2 separate regions of the Mus musculus genome follow, and region 2 is linked to region 1. Evidence: chromatin contacts called from public HiChIP or PLAC-seq data. All regions are on one chromosome and are shown on one strand. The core of a region is the stretch at or near the end of the contact, and the rest is flanking DNA. Distances in the headings are between cores, read along the strand shown.

Evidence for each region. HiChIP or PLAC-seq counts read pairs in DNA pulled down with a chosen protein or histone mark.
Region 2: an H3K4me3 HiChIP or PLAC-seq map of bone marrow-derived macrophages shows a contact between it and region 1, with 5 times the contacts expected there. The contact joins the promoter of Eid2b here to the promoter of Zfp974 in region 1. A contact is called at or near these places in 1 of 39 promoter capture datasets (the 3T3-L1 cell line), 1 of 115 datasets of contacts at active chromatin or transcription factors (bone marrow-derived macrophages) and 2 of 9 other capture datasets (liver and pancreatic islet).

What each region holds. Positions count from the first base shown.
Region 1 is chr7:27,926,459-27,932,436 of GRCm38.p6, reverse strand. Zfp974 (zinc finger protein 974) reads left to right here and starts at 2,979. Exons shown (of 5, transcript NM_001374027.1): 1 at 2,979-3,142; 2 at 4,984-5,036. The coding sequence starts at 5,004. Gm26891 (a long non-coding RNA gene) reads right to left here. Exons shown (of 2, transcript XR_881914.3): 1 at 4,348-5,978; 2 at 3,963-4,090.
Region 2 is chr7:28,274,051-28,280,028 of GRCm38.p6, reverse strand. It overlaps Eid2b (EP300 interacting inhibitor of differentiation 2B), which reads right to left and starts at 2,323. Exons shown (of 1, transcript NM_001177427.1): 1 at 1-2,323. The coding sequence starts at 2,248. The coding sequence ends at 1,793.

The sequences.
Region 1 (5,978 bases), core at 1,730-4,229:
CAAAGGACAGCCAAGGCCACACAGAGAAATCTTATGTAGAAAAGACTATAACCAAAATCAAACAAAAACAAAATGAACAGCGGCAACCAAAACTCCCCACAAGAACATGACGGAAGTATGGAAATCAATGTTCATTGTGGAGAGGGGTGGCTCACTCACGGATAGATCTAGAAGAGGGTGGAGGAAGGAAGGGGGAAGGGGATGAAGGGATTTCTCAACACATGCCTACAGTCACCTTCAGAAGCAGGAGAGAAAACTTGGAAAGAAACACAGATGCATCTTTGTGTGAGGAGGAGGGGGAAGCTATGCACACACAGAGCAGGAGACAGAGGTGAGGAGGAGGGGAAGCTATGCACACACAGAGCAGGAGACAGAGGTGAGGAGGAGGGGGAAGCTTTGCACACACAGAGCAGGAGACAGAGGTGAGGAGGAGGAGGAGGGGGAAGCTATGCACACACAGAGCAGGAGACAGAGGTGAGGAGGAGGGGGAAGCTATGAACACACAGAGCAGGAGACAGAGGTGAGGAGGAGGGGGAAGCTTTGCACACACAGAGCAGGAGACAGAGGTGAGGAGGAGGGGGAAGCTTTGCACACACAGAGCAGGAGACAGAGGTGAGGAGGAGGGGGAAGCTTTGCACACACAGAGCAGGAGACAGAGGTGAGGAGGAGGGGGAAGCTATGCACACACAGAGCAGGAGACAGAGGTGAGGAGGAGGGGAAGCTATGCACACACAGAGCAGGAGACAGAGGTGAGAGGAGGAGGGGGAAGCTATGCACACACAGAGCAGGAGACAGAGGTGAGGAGGAGGAGGGGAAGCTATGCACACACAGAGCAGGAGACAGAGGTGTGAGGAGGAGGGGAAGCTATGCACACACAGAGCAGGAGACAGAGGTGAGGAGGAGGGGGAAGCTTTGCACACACAGAGCAGGAGACAGAGGTGAGGAGGAGGGGGAAGCTATGCACACACAGAGCAGGAGACAGAGGTGAGGAGGAGGGGAAGCTATGCACACACAGAGCAGGAGACAGAGGTGAGAGGAGGAGGGGGAAGCTATGCACACACAGAGCAGGAGACAGAGGTGAGGAGGAGGAGGGGAAGCTATGCACACACAGAGCAGGAGACAGAGGTGTGAGGAGGAGGGAAAGCTATGCACACACAGAGCAGGAGACAGAGGCAGAAAGAGCTGAGACTGGGGATGTGGCCTGCAGAACCCCAGGAGGAATTCAAGTGACTGCAGCTAAGGAAACGCTTGTGGTGGACATTAATCTCTAGTTACGTATTCAGCACCACACAGCTCCTGTGGAGAAAATGGAGGGCAATTATCTGATTTTACTTCCATGAAGGATAAGGGGTAGCACTAAGAAAAGAACTGTGATGGAGCAGACTGACCAGAATCACACTGTGGAGAGAAAGGAGGACGGAACACATTGGCATGACAGAAGGCTAAGCATCTTTATAAATGATCCAAAAGCCAGTGGAATAACAAAACAGGAAGCTTTGCAGAAACAGTCACCTAGATATAGCTGGGGACTCCTGGTCTAGTATTAGCCTATGGGATATCTTAAAAATAGATACAGTCTTTAAGTTTCAAAAGTGCAGTAGAAACAAGTGCTGTCACCGGAGTTTTTTGTCTTAGCCATTCTGATTGTTGTAAGGTAGAATCTCAGGTCATTTTGATTTGCATTTCCCTGATCACTAAGGACTTTGAACATTTCTTTAAGTGCTTCTCCATCATTTGGGATTCCTCTGTTGTGAATTCTCTGTTTAGCTCTATACCTTATTTTGTGGTTGGGTTGTTTGGATTTTTGAAGCTTAGCTTCTTGAGTTCTTTATATATTTTGGATATTAACCCTCTATAGGATGTGGGGTTAGTGAAGTTTTGTCCCACTCTATAGGTTGCTGATTTGTCCTGACTACGTCCTTTGCCTTACAGAAGCTTTCCAGTTTTATGAGGTCCCATTTATCAATTCTGGATCTTAGAGCCTGAGCTCTAAGACATTGTTGGTGGGATTGCCAACTGATACAACTACTCTGGAAATCAATCTCGAGGATCCTCAGAAGTTTGGAAATAGATCAACCACAAAGACCCAGCTATACCACTCTTGGAATATACCCAAAAGATGCCCCACCATACCACAAATCCACTGTGTTCATAGAGGTCTTATCTGTGAAAGCCAGAAGCTGGAAACAACCCAGATGTCCCCCAATGGAAAAATGGATACAGAAAATGTGGGTCATTTACATAATGGGATAGTATTTAGCTATTAAGAATGAGGACATCATGAGTTTTGCAGGCAAATGGGTGCAACTAGAAAATATCCTGAGTGAGGTAACTCAGACACAAAAAGAGTAAAAGGCATGTGCCACCATAATCTGAGTGTATTTTAGTTCTTAGACAGGGTTTCACTGGGTAGTCCTCGGTGGTCTCTTCTCACAGACATGCAGCTGGCTGTACCTCCCCATCGCTGGGATAAAAGCCATTGCTACCACGCCCAGCCATGTTTACTATCACTTGATGTCTTGGCCTCTTTATTATCACTGGCAATGTTCTTTGCCCCCAAATCTGCCTCCATTTTATAATCGACTTGAGTTTTCTTTTGATTATGTAAAGATGGTCACTTTGAATCTGCTAGAGTATTTATCTTTAACATATTTTCTGAAGTTAACAGATAGCTGGGTCTGACCTCTTTTCAAATCTAATGTGACAAACCTGTACTTTAGCTTTTAGACCGATTACAGTACTTTCAATGCGACTAGTTTTATTATGAGGATCGTCTAGCCTGTCTAACAGACACAGTACGGTTGTTGCATAGCATGTGGTCCTCAGTCACATTTTCTATCTAGAGCATCCCTGCCTTTTTAAGGGCGAGAAAATCAGTTCCCCGCAGAACCGGAAGTAACTTTTACTCAAAGGAGGGCGCCTCCCCTTTAAGCGCGCACCCCCGTGGGAACTCCCACAAACCACTGGGCTCCGCTCGCAGATCTGGCATCCCCGCCCCCAAGAGCCGGGCTTCACGGGGGCTTTGCTGGTGATAACTGCATTTTTTAGGGTCACCACGCCGAAACTAGCGCATAGGCTTTTGGTGTTCTGGTGCCGCTAATGCGGAAGGTCCGATCTTTGTGGTCGGCGGAAGAAATTTCAGGTTGGCTTCGGTCTCCATGGAGTAAGGCCTGAGGCAGCCGGCTGGGAGTGGGCGTGTGCGGACGGTCGTATAGGGTCGCTGTTTGTTGATGTGATAGTGTGTGTGTGTGTGTGTGTCCACACCTTGATCTCTCTGCATTATCTGGGGCTCTGTGCGCGTCGCTTTCTGCTCCAACTTTCCCTCGCGACCACAGGAACCAAAGCAGAGGACTAAGTTTCAGTAAGGAGAGGTCAGGCTAGGTACAGACTTGAGCTTGGGAGGAGCATTTGGGGCTGAAAGTGCCACCGAGGGTGACCTAGGAGGGTGGTTACTTGTTGAATTCCATGACTTTCTCAGAGCCCTAGCTGTGTGAGTGTTGAGGGAACTGAAGGAAAGTGCTCAGTGCGGATGCTGCCAGAGCATGATGGGGATCTCATCCTTGCGCAGGCTCCCCGCGAAGGCCATCAGTCAAAAGGAGGGCTTGAGAAGGATGGGATCATTATTGCTGCCCATCTAAGAGTCAAGGATGAGTGTACTCTTCTTTTCTGTTTGAGAAATGAGTTTTCAATTTTATAATATGGAATTGTCAGTAAATGCAGGTAGGTGAACGTACACATTCATACCTCCACCGCTGTGGCCCTTACGTTGTCCCTGCCCTTAGGTCCTGGTGTTCACATGACCATTTCAATTACCCTTGACTTTTTCTCCCTAAATCACTTCCTTTCCCCACATTATAGACAGTGCTCATCTTGGGTTCATTGTCTGCAGGGTATGGCAGGACAAGGGAGTGTTAGAAAGAATGCAAATACTGGTTGTATATTTAAGGAAATGACTCATAAGCTCTAGTCTGTACAGTGTACATTTTAATCTCAGCATTTTGGGAGGCAGAAGCAGGAGGATCATTGTAAATTAAGGATCAGTTTGATCCACATAGCAAGTTCCAGGAGGGGTGTGCTACAAAATGAGAACCTGTTTCAAAACAAGGAGAAAACGAAATGAAGGTAATAATGAAGAGCAGAATTTTAAAATTTGTATTGTGTTCAGTGTGATAATTTTACAGAGCACAAGGTGGTCCTCACAGAGCCCAAGGCAGGACAGTTGTGTCAGCCCTGCGGAGGTTGAGAAACTCAGTTCTAGGATCAAAAGACCTAGGACACCCAGAACAAACTTAGCATTATTTTGTTCAAAATCTCCCATAATATGGAAAGAGGGAAACATATACTCACCTCCTGTGACAGGATGTTTTACAGCTAATTATCTTCATAAAGGATCATGGCTTGAGACAACATAAGTGTTATCATAGATGAGGGAAGGTTCTCAGGAGAGTGGTCCATGGTGCACAGTCCCATTCACTAACAGTGGGCACAGAATGCTGGACGCTGCCTGAGCATCACAGCTGCAGCCCCTCCAGCCTCGCTGTGCTTCAGCCCTGAGTTTACACAGGAGGGGCCACCTGGATGCTGTGAGCCCCTGTGAGCCTTGATAGGTGGGGTTCCAGTAGGAAGATCTGAGATCTGCGCACAGTAGGAGGAGCGGCCCAGGTGCAGGGCGAGCTGGAGCTCAGGGTGGAAGATGGATCCCTTCTGCTGGCCTCTTCTGGAGGAGTTCAAGGCAGATATGTTTGTGCCCTGCACTCCCACACTGCCCCCTTGGCCGTGGGTTGTCTGGGTTAGGAGGTGATCAGCTTTGTGTAGACTCCTGTGTGCTTCCAATTTGTGTGTGGGAGGCTGTGAGCGGTGGGAGGGGAGAGAGTGAGTGGGGAGGCTTGAGAAATAAGTGTAGTCGATGACATCACAGTGACAGAAGTCAGCCTGGGAACATCAAGTCACAATGCAGTGAATGGCTTTCTTTTTGTCCCCCAGGGGAGGAAGCCTGAAGAAGAATGGCCAGCTCTAGTTCCCAAGACATGGTCTGTGTAAGTTGTTTTTCTCTCTTGGACATAGAGTGACTTCAGGTTAGGTGACTCCTGCCCTCTTTCCCTCTTGAAGCTTCCCAAGGATCCGGATTCCCCCAGCCCAGTCTGCCCCTTTCCAGTGAGGGCTGGCAGGTCTGAGCACTTCCTGTCTGTGCTTCTTCCCAGCGTGCACTGCGGTTGTCTTTGAATGCATTTCTCCACGTGTGCTCTCTGCTTGGTCTGTGCTCAGGGAGGACTGTCCCTGCAGTGGAGGTGTCAGTCCCACAGGGAAACAGGGGCCTTGGGGGCTTCAGAGCTTTGAGGGGATGGTCTCATTGAGTGCCCTGGGAAACCTGATTGACATCTGTGGTGTTGTCAGCCTGGTGATGAATTGTTGGAGAGTTTCCCCTATGCATGGGTGTGAGGAGATGACTTCCCCGAGGAAGCCTTAGGGGAGAGTCCAGGTGTCAGAGGGAAAGGTCATCCAGGCTGTGATAGGGAGGTGACTGCAGTCTCCAGAGTCAAGAAGGACCTGAGACACATTGTTTCTTGGAAGGTTTTGTTTTCATTCATGGAAAGAAAGAAAGAAAGAAAGAAAGAAAGAAAGAAAGAAAGAAAGAGGTTAAGCCTAACATGTACATAATATGTACTTATACTTAGTAAGTTTATGGCCTCTTGCATAGTGTATAAAATCATTCTTATGACAACAAATGTTAATGACATCATGTGATAGTATGATAAACTCAAGGACTCACAGCATTCCTTATGTGTTTTACCCTGACCCCAGGTGACATTTCCCTTCTGTGGGTATAGCCTGAGGGATGTGGGTGGAGTGGAGAGGCACAGGTATTGGCTATGTAGGTGGGCACAGTCGTCGTTTATGGGGGGCTCATGCAGTCAGGTGCCTTGAGCATTTCCTTATGGCTCCCTTCCCACGCTTGAGTCCTTTCCCTCCTGGTTTCC
Region 2 (5,978 bases), core at 1,074-3,573, 350 kb before region 1:
AACGCCAGGGGCAGTGACCCACCCTTAGTTCCAGGACCTGGGAAGTAGATCAAGGAATTCGTCATCAGCCACAGTTCTGTGAAACCTCATCTCAAAAATCAACAACAAAGAAACAAACCAAAAAAACAAACAAAAAACCCCAATGAACAAACCCCAAAACAACCCCTTCCCCTCCTCCCACCCCCCAGAAAACCACATAATAGCTAGGTATGAGACAGGAGGATCTCTGTGAGTTCAAGGCTAGCCTGGTCTACCCATTTAGCAGGTTCTAGACCAGCCAGAGCTACAAAGAGAGACCCTATTTCCAACAACAAAAAATAAGACTGGAGACATGACTCAGTGGAGTGGGTTCAGTTCCCAGAACCAACATCGGGGCTCACAGCTGCCTGAAACTGTAGTTCTGGGAGACCCAACACCCTCTTCTGGTCTCCTCAGTCTCTTGCATGGACACGGTACACACGTATGCATGCAGGCTCACACACATACACATAAATCTTTAAAACAACCAAAAGGAAACATTTTCAAACAACCCAGATGTCCAGAAGACAACTAGTTCATTAAATATGTTGATACAGACTTAAATAGTAGTCATTAAAAAAAAAAACCTATATAGAATTACTTCCATGATAACTGAACATATCAAACCTCAGATGCTGATATATGTACGTACTATGTAGATTTGTTTACATTGCACGTGGATGTGCACCAGTGGTGCTTGGAGGAAATGGGTGTGGATTCTTCCACCTTCACCTCTTGGGTCCAGGGATCAAATTCAGTAATAAGGCTTAGCAGCAGACACCTTTAACCACTGAGCCAAAACCCTACCCTACCTTGATTCAGAAGGAATGGGAGCAGGGCAAGAAGGCTTGGGGTCCATCCTCAGCACCCAAGATTGGGGGATAACTAGACTGGTACCAGTTCATATATGCCTTATAAAATCTGTTTGAAAAACCCTACAGAAAACACAAATCTGTATGGATACCTATTTTCAATTTGGCAGATAAGTTTAACTTCCCATAGTATCTTTTGCAGAATTTGAGTCTTGTGTCTGTATTATTTAAATAATCACTCATCTATTTCCGCATGGTTACAACTACACAAGGTCTGGAAAAATATTCATCTCACAACACATACATGGTTTTCCCTATCTGAATATTTACAACTCGTCTACAGAACATCAAACACAAGAAGTAACGATACATGGATCTTGTCAGCTGACGATGGGACGACCCTCAATTCTGAAATGTCCAAGTGGTTTACAGCTTTCTTCTTACTCAGTAAAACCCGGGAGGAACAGAATCTAGCAAGCACATCCCCTGGTTTCTTCCCGCATCTCCGCTGATTTCTATGGTCTTTTTCATTGATATTTCTTAGACTTCATCTTTGCAAAACCATCGTCCTTCGCAGTGAAGCAACCATGATTTTCAACAAATGCAGGGGAGGGAAAGATTGCTGACAGTCACAAGGTGGAAGTCAGAAGAGTCCTCTTTGCTTGTCAGCCTCAAGCCTCAAGTGCCCTTCTCTCTCCCGGCCTGCTTCATTCCACCCTGCCCACGGCTGGATTCTGGCATGGATTCCCCACCTCATGACATTTGCCCAGACATCTGCCTTTGCCCTTGATTCTAGGAGTCACCTGACTTCCTGGCCACCAATCTTTTATTTTTATTTTTTATTTTTAAAAGACAGTCTCCTGTAGCCCAGGCTGGCCTCCAACTCGCTACATGGCGGAGGATGACCTTGAAGTCCGGTCCTCCGGCCTCCTTCCTCGGAGGTTATAGGTGAAGGCCACCCCTCAGTCGGCGTTGGGGCCGCGGGCGTCGGAGGCCGTGAGCGCCAGCATGAAGGCGCGGGCGTGCGAGTCCATCTGCGGGGGGTTGGCGTCGAAGGCCGCCTCCCTGGCCCTGCAGCCCTCCACGAACAGCCGGCGGCGCTCCTCGATTTCGTGGAGCAGCCTGGTGGGGATCAGGGGGTTGGTGTGCAGATAGTGTTGGAACATCCGCTGCTCGTACAGCTCTAGGAGGAGGAGCGGCGCGTGGACGTGCGGGATCGCCATCAGGCCCGCCACGCCGGGGAACTGCCCGGGAGCCAGGCCCGGGGCCGGCGCCATGGGCTGGGAGGCTGTGGCCAGCGGGTCTTCCTGGGCTTCGGGGACCGGACTGCCTCCGCCCAGTCCCACCTGCAGGACGTCGCCGACGCCGTTCATGGGGCTCAGGTCCGGGATCCTGCTCTCTCCGGGAAGCTCGGACATTGCCACCGTTGAATCCTCAGAAGCACCGGCTCCGGCGGCAGCGTGAAGATGTGCGCATGCGCGGGCCTCGGCGCCCTGGAAAACAAAAGTGCTTGCGCAAGGACGGGTGCCCGGACCTCTATCGCCCTCTAGGGGTGCCATGTGCCATTACCGCCACGGCCGCCTCAAGTTCTGAACCAGCAGGGGCGGCATCACATACTTTAATTTATTATTATTATTATTATTATTATTATTATTATTATTATTATTATTATTATTATTTTATTGCCTTGTTTGAGGCAGCGTCCATGTACATTTGGCTGGCCTGGAACTCATATATACACTCAGATCTGCCTGCTTCTGCCTCCAGAAAACTGGAATTAGCGGTGGTGGCGGCGCACGCCTTTAATACCAGCACTCCGGAGGCAGAAGCAGGTGGATCTCTGGAGCCAGATCCAGGACAGAGAAACCCCGTCTCAACAAACAAACAAACACATATATGGATGTTTTGTTACATATCTGTATATGTAAGCCATATGTGTGTCTGGATCCTAAGAAAATCTGAAGACGGTATCGGTAACTAGAGTTCCAGGGTGTTTGTGAACTGGGCTAGAGATAGCTCAGTGGCTGAGAACTTGCCTAGGGTGTAAGGTCTTGGGTTTGACCCCTATCTGAGAGACAGAGAAGAGAGAGAGGGGAGGGGGAAGGAAAGGTGGGGAGGGAGGAAGCAAGGTAGTTTTGAGCTACCACACAGGTTTTGGGAACTGAACCTGGGTTGTCTGAAAGAAAAAGTGCTTTTAATCTCCGGACTGTTTTTTAGTGTGTCTGTGTAAGTCGGAACCGTGCAGCTGTGGAGGTCAAGGTCAACGTCGTGGCCTTCTCTCCTTCCAACCTTATTGAACTCAAGGTGCTAGTCAGTTGTGCTCTACTCTGGCTTCTGTGTCACATTTAGCTTTGAGTGCGCACACGAGTTCGAGCCACGGCAGGTGTATGGAGATCAGAAGATAACTTTTAGGAGTCAGTTCCATCCTACCATGTGGACCCAAACTCAGGTTGTCAGGTTTGGCAAGTGAATGCCTCTACCTAGTGATCCATCTTGCTGGCATATTTTCTTCATTTTTGCTCGTTACGGTTGGTGTAGCCGTTTCTCTCGGCACTTCCATGCCTCTTTCCCCCACGCAGTGGCAGCACTTCCCTTACTTGAGTGTAATACACTGTTGAATCTCCTAGGGTGGCCACTGCCTGTCGATAATCTCAGAAAACAAGAGGGCTACCCGTGGTGGAGCACAGCTGCAATCCCAGTCTTTGGGAGGTAGAGGCAGGAAGATGAGATTATGTTCGTCCTGGGCTACTTGGCAAGTTCTAGGCCAGCCTGGGCTAATGTGAAAAGTGTGCTAAGAGTCTGAAATGCAGCTGTATCTCCGCCACGTAATCAACTCTGCACCTGCCTTCTCGTGCCTTTGAGGAACCCAGAGGCCACATGTCTCCAACCTGTCAATGCTGTCCCCAACACTCGCATCTGGAGCTCAAGCCTGTAACCCCAGCTACCTAGGTGTCCAATGCCGAAAAAGTTCAAGGGTAGCCTGGGCTACAGACTTCAAGGACAGTCTGGGCAACTAAGACCATGACTCAAAGTAAAAATAAGCCTAGGGTTAGAGGACCAGCGAGATGCTCAGCAGGTAATGCTGAGGATGTCTTCAGTTGCATCCCCTGGACCCACAGAGTGGGAGGAAGGCCAACTCCTGCAAGCTGTCTTCTGGCACTATGTATATACTGTGGGAGATGCACTCGTACTGCCTGGGAGTGTAGCTCAGTGGTGCTGCTCTGGGCTCAATCAGCACTTGAGGCTGAGGCAGGAGGAGCTCTGTGAGTTCAAGGTCACCCTGGTCTACATAGAGTTCTAATCCATCTAGGGCTACACACAGTGAGACCCTGTCATACACACAAAAAAGCTTGTTAGTAAAATTGAAAAGAATATAAAGACCATGCTGTGTTAGTCTCAACATGATCCCATAATTCGTCATGGTGCATCTGACATAACCTAGGATGGCATCTGTAGATTCTCGGTTTTGAAACAGGGTCTTGCTACAGAGCACAAGTTGTCCTCCAAGTTAGCACCTTCCTGCTGCTCCCTGCTGCTCCCTGCTGCTGCTGCTCCCTGCTGCTGCTGCTGCTCCCTGCTGCTCCCTGCTGCTGCTGCTGCTCCCTGCTGCTCCCTGCTGCTGCTGGGATTACAAGTTGTACCATGTCTGTTATGTTCATAACCTGAGGAGGCCTTTGACAAAATTCAACAAGCTTTCTTTTTAAAAATGTGTTATTTTTATTTATAGGTGTGTGCTTATGTACTTTTGTGTGAATGTGTATGTACACGTGTGTGGGTGTCTAACTCAGGGTTTCTATTCCTGCACAAAGCATCATGACCAAGAAGCAAGTTGGGGAGGAAAGGGTTAATTCAGCTTAGACTTCCATACTGCTGTTCATCACCAAAGGAAGCCAGGACAGGAGCTCACACAGGGCAGGAACCTGGAGGCAGGAGCTGATGCAGAGGCTCTGGAGGGATGTTCCTTACTGGCTTGCTTCCCCTGGCTTGCTCAGCCTGCTTTCTTATAGAACCCAGGACCACCAGCCCAGAGATGGCACCACCTACAATGGGCCCTCCCACCCTTGACCACTAATTGAGAAAATGCCTTACAGCTGGATCTCATGGAGGCATTTCCTCAAGGGAGGCTCCTTTCTCTGTGATAACTCCAGCTTGTGTCAAGTTGAGACAAAACCAGCCAGTATAGTGGGTGACCTTGGCATCCAGAAAAGAGGACTGGATCCACGGGAGTTGGAGTTGTAGGGTGGTTGTGAGCTGCCCAACACGGGTGCTGGTATCCAAATTCTGGTTCTCACGATTGAGCAGCAAGTGCTCCAGCTGCTGAGCCATCTCTCCAGCCCCGATAACCACTCCTTTCCTCTCTAGCTTTATGTGTGTGAGTGTTTTGCCTGCATGCATGCACGGCTGATGCCTGTGCAGGCCAGAATAGGACATCAGATCCCTCCCCTAGAGCTGGGATTGCAGATGTTTGTGATTGTGAGCTGCTGACATGTAATTGCTAGGAAGTGAACTAGGGTCCTCTGTAAGAGCAACAGTGCTCTTAATTATTGAGCCTTCTCTCCAGAGACTATGGATAGATGGCTATGGAAATCATTTTCACAAGTCATGGTCACTCACCACATTAAACAGAATGCAGTGGCCAAGGAGCCAAACAGAAGTCAGAGCAGGGCTGGAGAGATGGCTCAGTGGTTAGGAACACTGGCTGCTCTTCCAGGGAACTTGGGTTCAATTCCCAGAACCCACATGGCAGTTCAGAAGTGTCTGTAATTCCAGTTCCAGGGGATCTCACACAAAAATACATACAGGCTGGGCTGGAGAGATGGCTCAGCGGGTAAGAGCACTGAATGCTCTCCCAAAGGTCCTGAGTTCAAATCCCAGCAACCACATGGTGGCTCACAACCATCTGTAATGAGATCCGAAGCCTTCTTCTGGAGTGTCTGAAGACAGCTATAGTGTACTTACATATAATAATAATAATAATAATAATAATAATAAAAATACATACAGGCAAAATGTCAATGCACATGGAAAAAAAAGTCAGAGTGCCAGAGAGATGGCTCAGGGTGAGAGCCCTTGCCGTATGCCCTGGTGTTTTCTGTTGCTGTTATAAAACACTGATCAAAACAAATGTGGGGAAGAAAGGATTCATTT